Regions from separate parts of the Hordeum vulgare genome. Here region 2 is linked to region 1. A link is a contact called in public Hi-C data. All regions are on one chromosome and are shown on one strand. The core of a region is the stretch at or near the end of the contact, and the rest is flanking DNA. Distances in the headings are between cores, read along the strand shown.

Region 1 (3,654 bases), core at 153-2,652:
TTCATACAAACGAGACGTGCTTTGTCTCGCAAATCTTATGTTTCGCCAACTACAAGATATAGAACAACGCTCGCTTTTGAGGCTTCCTAAATTTATGAGCTGCCCACAACCAAGGTTCCTACTTTCATTTTCATTTTACAAGTTTGATTTTTTTATTATATCGAGCTCTTTTTAGTTATCATGTTTTCTAACCTTTTGTTTCTTCTATTTTTTATTTTTGTTTTTTACTTTTTCTTTCGGATTTTCTAAGTATTTTTTATTTCCACTTTCTATTTATTCTATTTTCATATGTTTCTTTATTTTCTACTAAAAATATATTTTATAAATGTAATGATATTTAAAATATGCCAGTAACATTTTTCATAAAATTAAATTTATATTTCCTCTATAAATGAGGATTTGTTTGAAAAACGTGACCATTTCTTTAATTACATAAATATTTTTAAAATACATGGTCAACAAAATTGAGTACCAGATAGGAAAATCGAATTACACTATAAATATTTCTGAAATACAATGTAAATAATTTAATGCACATAGTTTCAAATCATGATTATCTACTTTGATAGAGTATTATGATTTTTAATTAATGATTAATATTTTAAAATACCTCATCTATTTCATATTAATTGACACTAATTTATTACAAAGTTATACTAAATAAGCGACAACTAGTATGGAATCAACGGAGTATGTGATAAGAAAAACGTTAATACATGATCAACAATTTTTTGACACTCTAGTGATTTTGTTTCTACCTCAAATGTAGTAACATCTCTTTTAACAAATGATTGACATTTCTGTAAAAAAAGATGAGCATTTTTAAATACTTGGTGAACATTTTCTAATAGGTGATACACATTTTTTAAGCCACAATCAATATTCTCTAAATACATGATAAACATTTCCTATGAATATTTTCGACAAACAAGATGAATCTTTCTTAAATACACGATTAATATTAAGAGATGATGTATAATATTACACGCTGAACATTTTCAATATACAACTATAAAACTTTTAAAAATACCCGATGGATATTTTCAATAGATGTTCAATCTTTTTCAATACACATACAAGATCATTTTCTAAATACACATGAACATTTTTAATATACAACTACGAAATAGTTTAAAAATACCTAATGAACATTTATAATACATGGTGAATATTTTGTTAGTACACGTACAGAATTGTTTTCTAAACACACATGAACATATATATTTTTGCATACATGAACAATTCTATCTTTCAGAACTAAAAAGAAGAAACGTAAAAACTAAAGGAAAAGGAGATAGAACTGATGTGCACCTATAAGATCATTTTCTAAACTCACTGGGAGGAAGCACGATGCAGCCATGTTGATTTGCCTGGCCCTGGATCGCACACTGAAGGTGACACATCCCACGCGTATCGGACCTAGTCAGGCTCCGCACACCCCTCAGACAATAGTTGGATCGGCCCAGTACGTTTAGCCACCGATTTTGGAAACTTTCTACGAGGTTTTTGAAATGTTTTTTGTTTTTTATTTTTATCAATTTTTTTTCGTTTTTATGTTACCTTTCCTTTTTTCCCTTTTTCTTTTATGCTTCTTTATTTTCCTTTTTCGTTTAAAGAAAAGGTAAGTTCATGTTGAAAAAATTGTTCTTTAAATTTAAAAAATGTTTCTTCTTTTTACAAAAACGTCTTAACTTTTAAATAGTGGCTGCGTTTAAAAACATTCATAACATCAAAAAATTCAATAAATTAATAATATGATCATCACTTAATAAAGTTGCCGAAGTTAAAAAAAAAAACTGTAGGTTCAAATTACAATTCGACTCAAACGCATAACTCTTCACTGATTATATTCTAACTAGAGCCTGATTCGTTTATTCAACACTTCAGAATCATTACCCGGAGACTCAGAGGGCACCGGTCAAGATCGAAAATTGCTCTGAGTCGGGTCGAACAGATGTTCGGATTCGAAACACGCGTACTGTAAGAATCGAACTTCTGCACGAGGACATGCGCTAAGCCAAACACGTGAGTTCGCTTACCGCAGACGCTCACGGAGCTGCTGGCTCAATCGTGAGTTTGTCCAGCATTTCCGACCACGAGCATGAACCCGTCTGTCCCAGCTAGCACGAGAGAACTAGTTCCCCGCGACTCGTAAATACTCCAGTTTGATTGAACAACGTCACAAACGCGCAGGCAAACCTGAACCTTAGATCCTAATGGTAGCATGATTGGCGCCGATGCGTCACTCGTAGCAGAAGATCGCAATGGATGCTTCCATAGATCGATGTCTGCCAGCGCACAACATCTGGGACCCACGGCCGGCTCCTACCGAGTTTAATAAGTACACGTCATAGGGTCAAACCCGTCAATGATTAGAGCAATGGCTCAAATTGACAAGGCTGACCAAAGCAACGCACGGTCGCCTCTGAATTATTGTATACTTCCCTCCAGACAAACGAACAATTTTTTTTGTAGTGAAGAAAATATCCGATCAAAATCTGCATGACACACAACGACGGAGGCTGGAACTCAAGCCGGGCCAACTATGTCAGCTATAGTATTTTAATAAGGACCAGGTGTGCTAAATAAGTATACTCCCTTCGTTCAATAGTATAAAAGCATTTTTGTTGTGTCAAAAACATATTGATAAAAAGGTTAAAATATTGTGATGATTCTTATAAAATACTCCCTTTATGAACTAATATAAGAAAACATATTGATAAAAAAGTTAAAATATTGTGATGATTCTTATAAAATACTCCCTTTGTGAACTACTATAAGAACGTTTAGATCACTATAGAGGAAGTAGTAGTAGTTTTTTTGCGCCTGTACTTCTTACCTATTAAATAAGATGTATTTGTGTTCACATGAAGAAAAACTGAATCTAATTAAATTAATTTGATGATATAAATGATACAATTCTTTTGTAGAAAAGACCTCGGATCAACTGGTTTTTCTTTAGAAAAAGGGACGATGATCTCCGGCTTCTGCATCTAGAATATGCATGCAACCACTTTACTAATTATTCACAAAGATCTTACAAAGCAATACATCAATATGTCTGAAGCCGCCCTCTTGGCAACATCTGTCGATACTCTTATCCAATGATGAAGGGGTGCAGAAAGTGTGAGCCACATACCCAGACCTCTCACCTAGCCTAACATCTAATGCTGGAGGCCCCGGCCGAGCCACATATCGGGTCAGGGACACAAACCGGTCCGACGCACCCTCATAGGTCGTTGTCCCCGTCTTTCATCAATCCATCTTCAGAATAGTTATTGACGCATCGACCTTGCAAGGCCTGCCGTCGATGCTCCCACGGCGCTAGACAGTGCCTCCTCCCTATGCACACTCATCTTCACGCATCCGTCGCCGAGACTTTGCTGCGCCTCGCCGCCGAGACTCCACGACGTCGATGTGTCAGGAAACGCCGCTCCACCGTATATGTCGACCAATGGTCCCTTGAGCCCGTGTGTACCTACATGAATGACGCCCCAAGGGGGAAACGACACCAGAGCATCGCCGTCATCCGATCTACTGATCTAGGGTTTCCCCCGGAGGTAGCAGAGAGTGGCCTTGAACTTCTCCTCGGCGATGCCTTCAGGAAGGGAACGACGTAGACAACGCCGCCATCGCCGGCCTTGGCAGTAGCAG
Region 2 (3,554 bases), core at 400-2,899, 230 kb after region 1:
CAGGCTTTCCTCGTTGATTTCTGGTTGAAGCTTTTTAAACATATGGTTGAAGCTTTTGTGTCAACGATTGCAGCTTTTTGTGTTTCGCTGTCGGTTGATGCTTTTTATATCGTCGGTTTAAGCTTTTTTCTAGCCGGTTTAAACTTTTTTCATCACCGGTTGCAGCATTCGCGGTTTGCGTGATGGTGGCTCTTAATTCCCCTCGTCTCTGGTTGAAGCTTTCGACAATGCCGGTTGTAGCATTTTTTATCGCCGGTCTGAAGCCTTTTTCGTCGCCGGTTGCAACATCATCGTCTCTGTCATAGCTTTTCGTCTTCAACACAGGTGGCATCCGATGCGACTCCGTCGCGGCCGGCGGAACAAGATCCAACAGGGGAGGCACGCCGGCTTGAAGGAACACCGCGGATCTGACCGACGAAGGCAGGGACCGACGATGTCGACGGCAGCGGCGCACGGGCGTGTGGGGGAAAGGGGAAGTACGCGAGGGGGCGATGACGGCCTATGCAAAGGGAAACGCGCGATCCATGCAGATCAAACGAACGATGCGCGTCCGTTCGAAACGGTTCGACCGACGCGTCGTGTATAAACGTTTTCCTTATTAGTTTGATACGTGTTAGCTAGCCTCTTAACGAAGCATCCACCTGCATATCAGCTTATGCGCTAGTTCTCTATGTTTGTTGGTCTACCTATTACGCGTTTATTGCCGAAAGATATTGGGCGCCATCATCGGTTCGCGGCGTATGCCAACAATCAAGAGGCGGCTCGACGGGCCGGAGCTCAGGCAAGTAGCTGAACAGGAGACGCAGGCGGCGCCCCATCTCTCGACCAGAGCCGACCTCTGAAGTGCAGCAGCACCTCGCGAAGTGCATCTCGTCCCAATCATTATCAAAAAGATATCCCGTCTTCAGGGCGTCTGAGATTAATAATAAAACAACGAACTACCTTAAATGCCCCCAACTACCCAATATACTACCAGAAATTTGATGTAGTATTATCTTATCTGAGCCATCCGAACCATTAAAATAAACGGTCCAAATTGACTTGATGTACCGTAAAAAGTCTCTAAAAATAACCTTTGATTAAAAAACAGTAAGGGAAACTTTGTAGCAGCATGGCCTTTGCTATTTATTTTTCCGATAGATATTTGCACTCACACATGCTATGACAAATTTTCTTGCACAACATACTATGTCATATAGTGACTTCATTTGGTCAAGCTTCAACCTGGCCTTTTTTTTTGTCCCGGCCTTGTTCAACAGACGTGACATTATCGTTCTTTAACGACGGGGTAATCAGCTAAGGACCTGGGAGTAAGGTTGTGATGCAATATGCCTGTCCAACTCATCAACAGCCAAGTGTATTTAATTAAGCGAGCAAGATTCATTAGCATGTTTCCATCACCGGACATGTGGTTGATCCAATGCCCCTCCACCGTTGGAGCTCTACACGCTACCATGGGTGAAAACATGTGGCCTTGCTGCCGCGCTCTGTGGCTGGAACTCTCTTTCTTTCTCCAAGATTCTCGCTAACGTTACGTTTTTCTCCCAAACATTACAGCTGATTTATTGGAGAAGTAGCCGTCACAGCTCATACACTGTGTAGAATCCTTTAGCATCTTCAAAGAGAGATCTTGATATGGAAGCTTACCTTTGGGTCGTTTTCTAGCTTGGTGCTAGTGGGGAATCGCTTTGTGGTGTGAATCTAACCATGGATGGTGTCCACTTGTTAATGAGCACGAATTATTCAGTATCCCCTTTACTCCTTTGGTAGTGCCCCTTTGCCGAAAATTCGTCCGGGAGTCATCGTCGTCGAGGAAAATGAAAATGACGGCGTCCTCTAGGCTGGTCTCGTTCGCCATGGATGTTAACTCAAGTATATTATTTTCGTTCAGCATATTTGCATAGCTCTAATCAAACTAGCACAGAGATGTTGGTTCAAACAAAAGTTGAGCAGTTTTGTAAATTCATCTAAAATTCCCGCATCTCAAACAGACCTTGACGGATCACAGGATGTAAAGAAGATAATTAATAGACCATGCCTTGCTAGTAGTACAAGTTCATAAAATACTGTAGGAAAACTCGACGTAGAATCAAACCCACTAAGGCCTTGTTCGGTTGCAACAGATTTGACAGGGATTGGAGTGAATTAGGGAGGATTAAATCTCCTGCAACACTAGTGGAAAACGGGCCTTTGGCCTGGACCCTTTAGTTCCGGCTTCCCTCTGGGCCGGGACTAAAGGCCCGGCCACGTCGCCCCAATTCCCAATGCCTCCCTCGAGCCTTTAGTCCCGGTTCGTGTCCCAAACCGGGACTAAAGGGCTACGCGGTGGGCAGCCCGCATGTGCGCCACCTTTAGTCCCGGTTTGTGTCTCAAACCGGGACTAAAGTCTTCTGCCTATATATATAGCACAACCCCCCTCTCCCCTCTTCCTTGCATTTTTCTTGGATGGAGGATTGTGGGTGGGTGCTTGCTCTCCACTTTTTTTGATGCACTAGAGGTGTTTGTTGAAATGTGTGTTAGAGCAATGCCGCTTCAGTTCACCGAACACAACTACGATATGAGATGTCTGAGCCACGCTTAAACCTCTTCCTCTTTATTTCTACTTATTCTAAAAGGTTAGCAACTATATTTCCTCGTTTAGACCGTGTTGTACTAATTTTTAGGATCGTGATTGTATTTGATATACTGTCGTATAACACAGATGAGCCATCCATGGATGTACGGTGATCGACGCACATCCGCTTACAGAGAATGCGTGCATTCTTTTCGAGATGCAACCGATGCGAACAAGCATGGTGGTGGCTATATGCTTTGTCCATGTGTTGAATGTCGGAATGAGAAGGATTACACTTCCTCAAGAGTCATTCAGAGCCACTTGCTTCGGTCCGGTTTTATGTCGGGCTATAATGTTTGGACCAAGAACGGAGAAAGATGGGTTATGATGGAAGACGACGATGAAGAAGAAGAGAACGATGATGACAACTAACGATCTATGTTCCCTGAGTATGCTGATACCGCAATGGAAGACAATGAAGAAGAAGATCAGGATGAAGAACGGGAACCAGATGAGCCCGCTGATGATCTTGGCCGGGTCATTTCTGATGCACGGCGAGGTTGCGACACAGAAAAGGAGAGGTTGCAGTTCGAGCAGATGTTACAGGACCACAACAAATTGTTGTACCCAACTTGTGAAGATGGCCAGAAGAAGATGGGTAGCACACTGGAAATGCTGAAGTGGAAGGCAGAGACCGGTGTGACTGACTCGTCATTCGAAAAGTTGCTGGTACTGATGAAAAAGATGCTTCCAAGAAAGAACGAATTGCCCGCCAGCACGTACGAAGCAAAGAAGCTTGTCTGCCCTCTAGGATTAGACGTGCAGAAGATACATGCATGCCCTAATGACTGCATCCTCTACCGCGGTGAGAAGTACAAAGAAGCTTGTCTGCCCTCTAGGATTAGACGTGCAGAAGATACATGCATGCCCTAATGACTGCATCCTCTACCGCGGTGAGAAGTACGAGAATATGGATAAATGTCCGGTATGCACTGCATTG

The links. Hi-C and Micro-C count contacts between places; a contact is called where the count stands out from the background.
Region 2: a Hi-C map of leaf shows a contact between it and region 1, with 6 times the contacts expected there. The contact joins two enhancer-like sites. A contact is called at or near these places in 2 of 6 Hi-C or Micro-C datasets (leaf and seedling).

The regions. Positions count from the first base shown.
Region 1 is chr2H:74,513,874-74,517,527 of MorexV3_pseudomolecules_assembly, forward strand. No RefSeq gene overlaps it. Among protein-coding and RNA genes, the nearest start is that of LOC123429635, 45 kb to the left of the region's middle. Within about 2 kb of position 1,403, at least 2 of the 3 cell types and tissues checked have open chromatin away from gene starts, as enhancers often do. A contact at or near this core is called in leaf, where this site is marked.
Region 2 is chr2H:74,739,687-74,743,240 of MorexV3_pseudomolecules_assembly, forward strand. No RefSeq gene overlaps it. Among protein-coding and RNA genes, the nearest start is that of LOC123425116, 130 kb to the right of the region's middle. Within about 2 kb of position 1,650, at least 2 of the 3 cell types and tissues checked have open chromatin away from gene starts, as enhancers often do. A contact at or near this core is called in leaf, where this site is marked.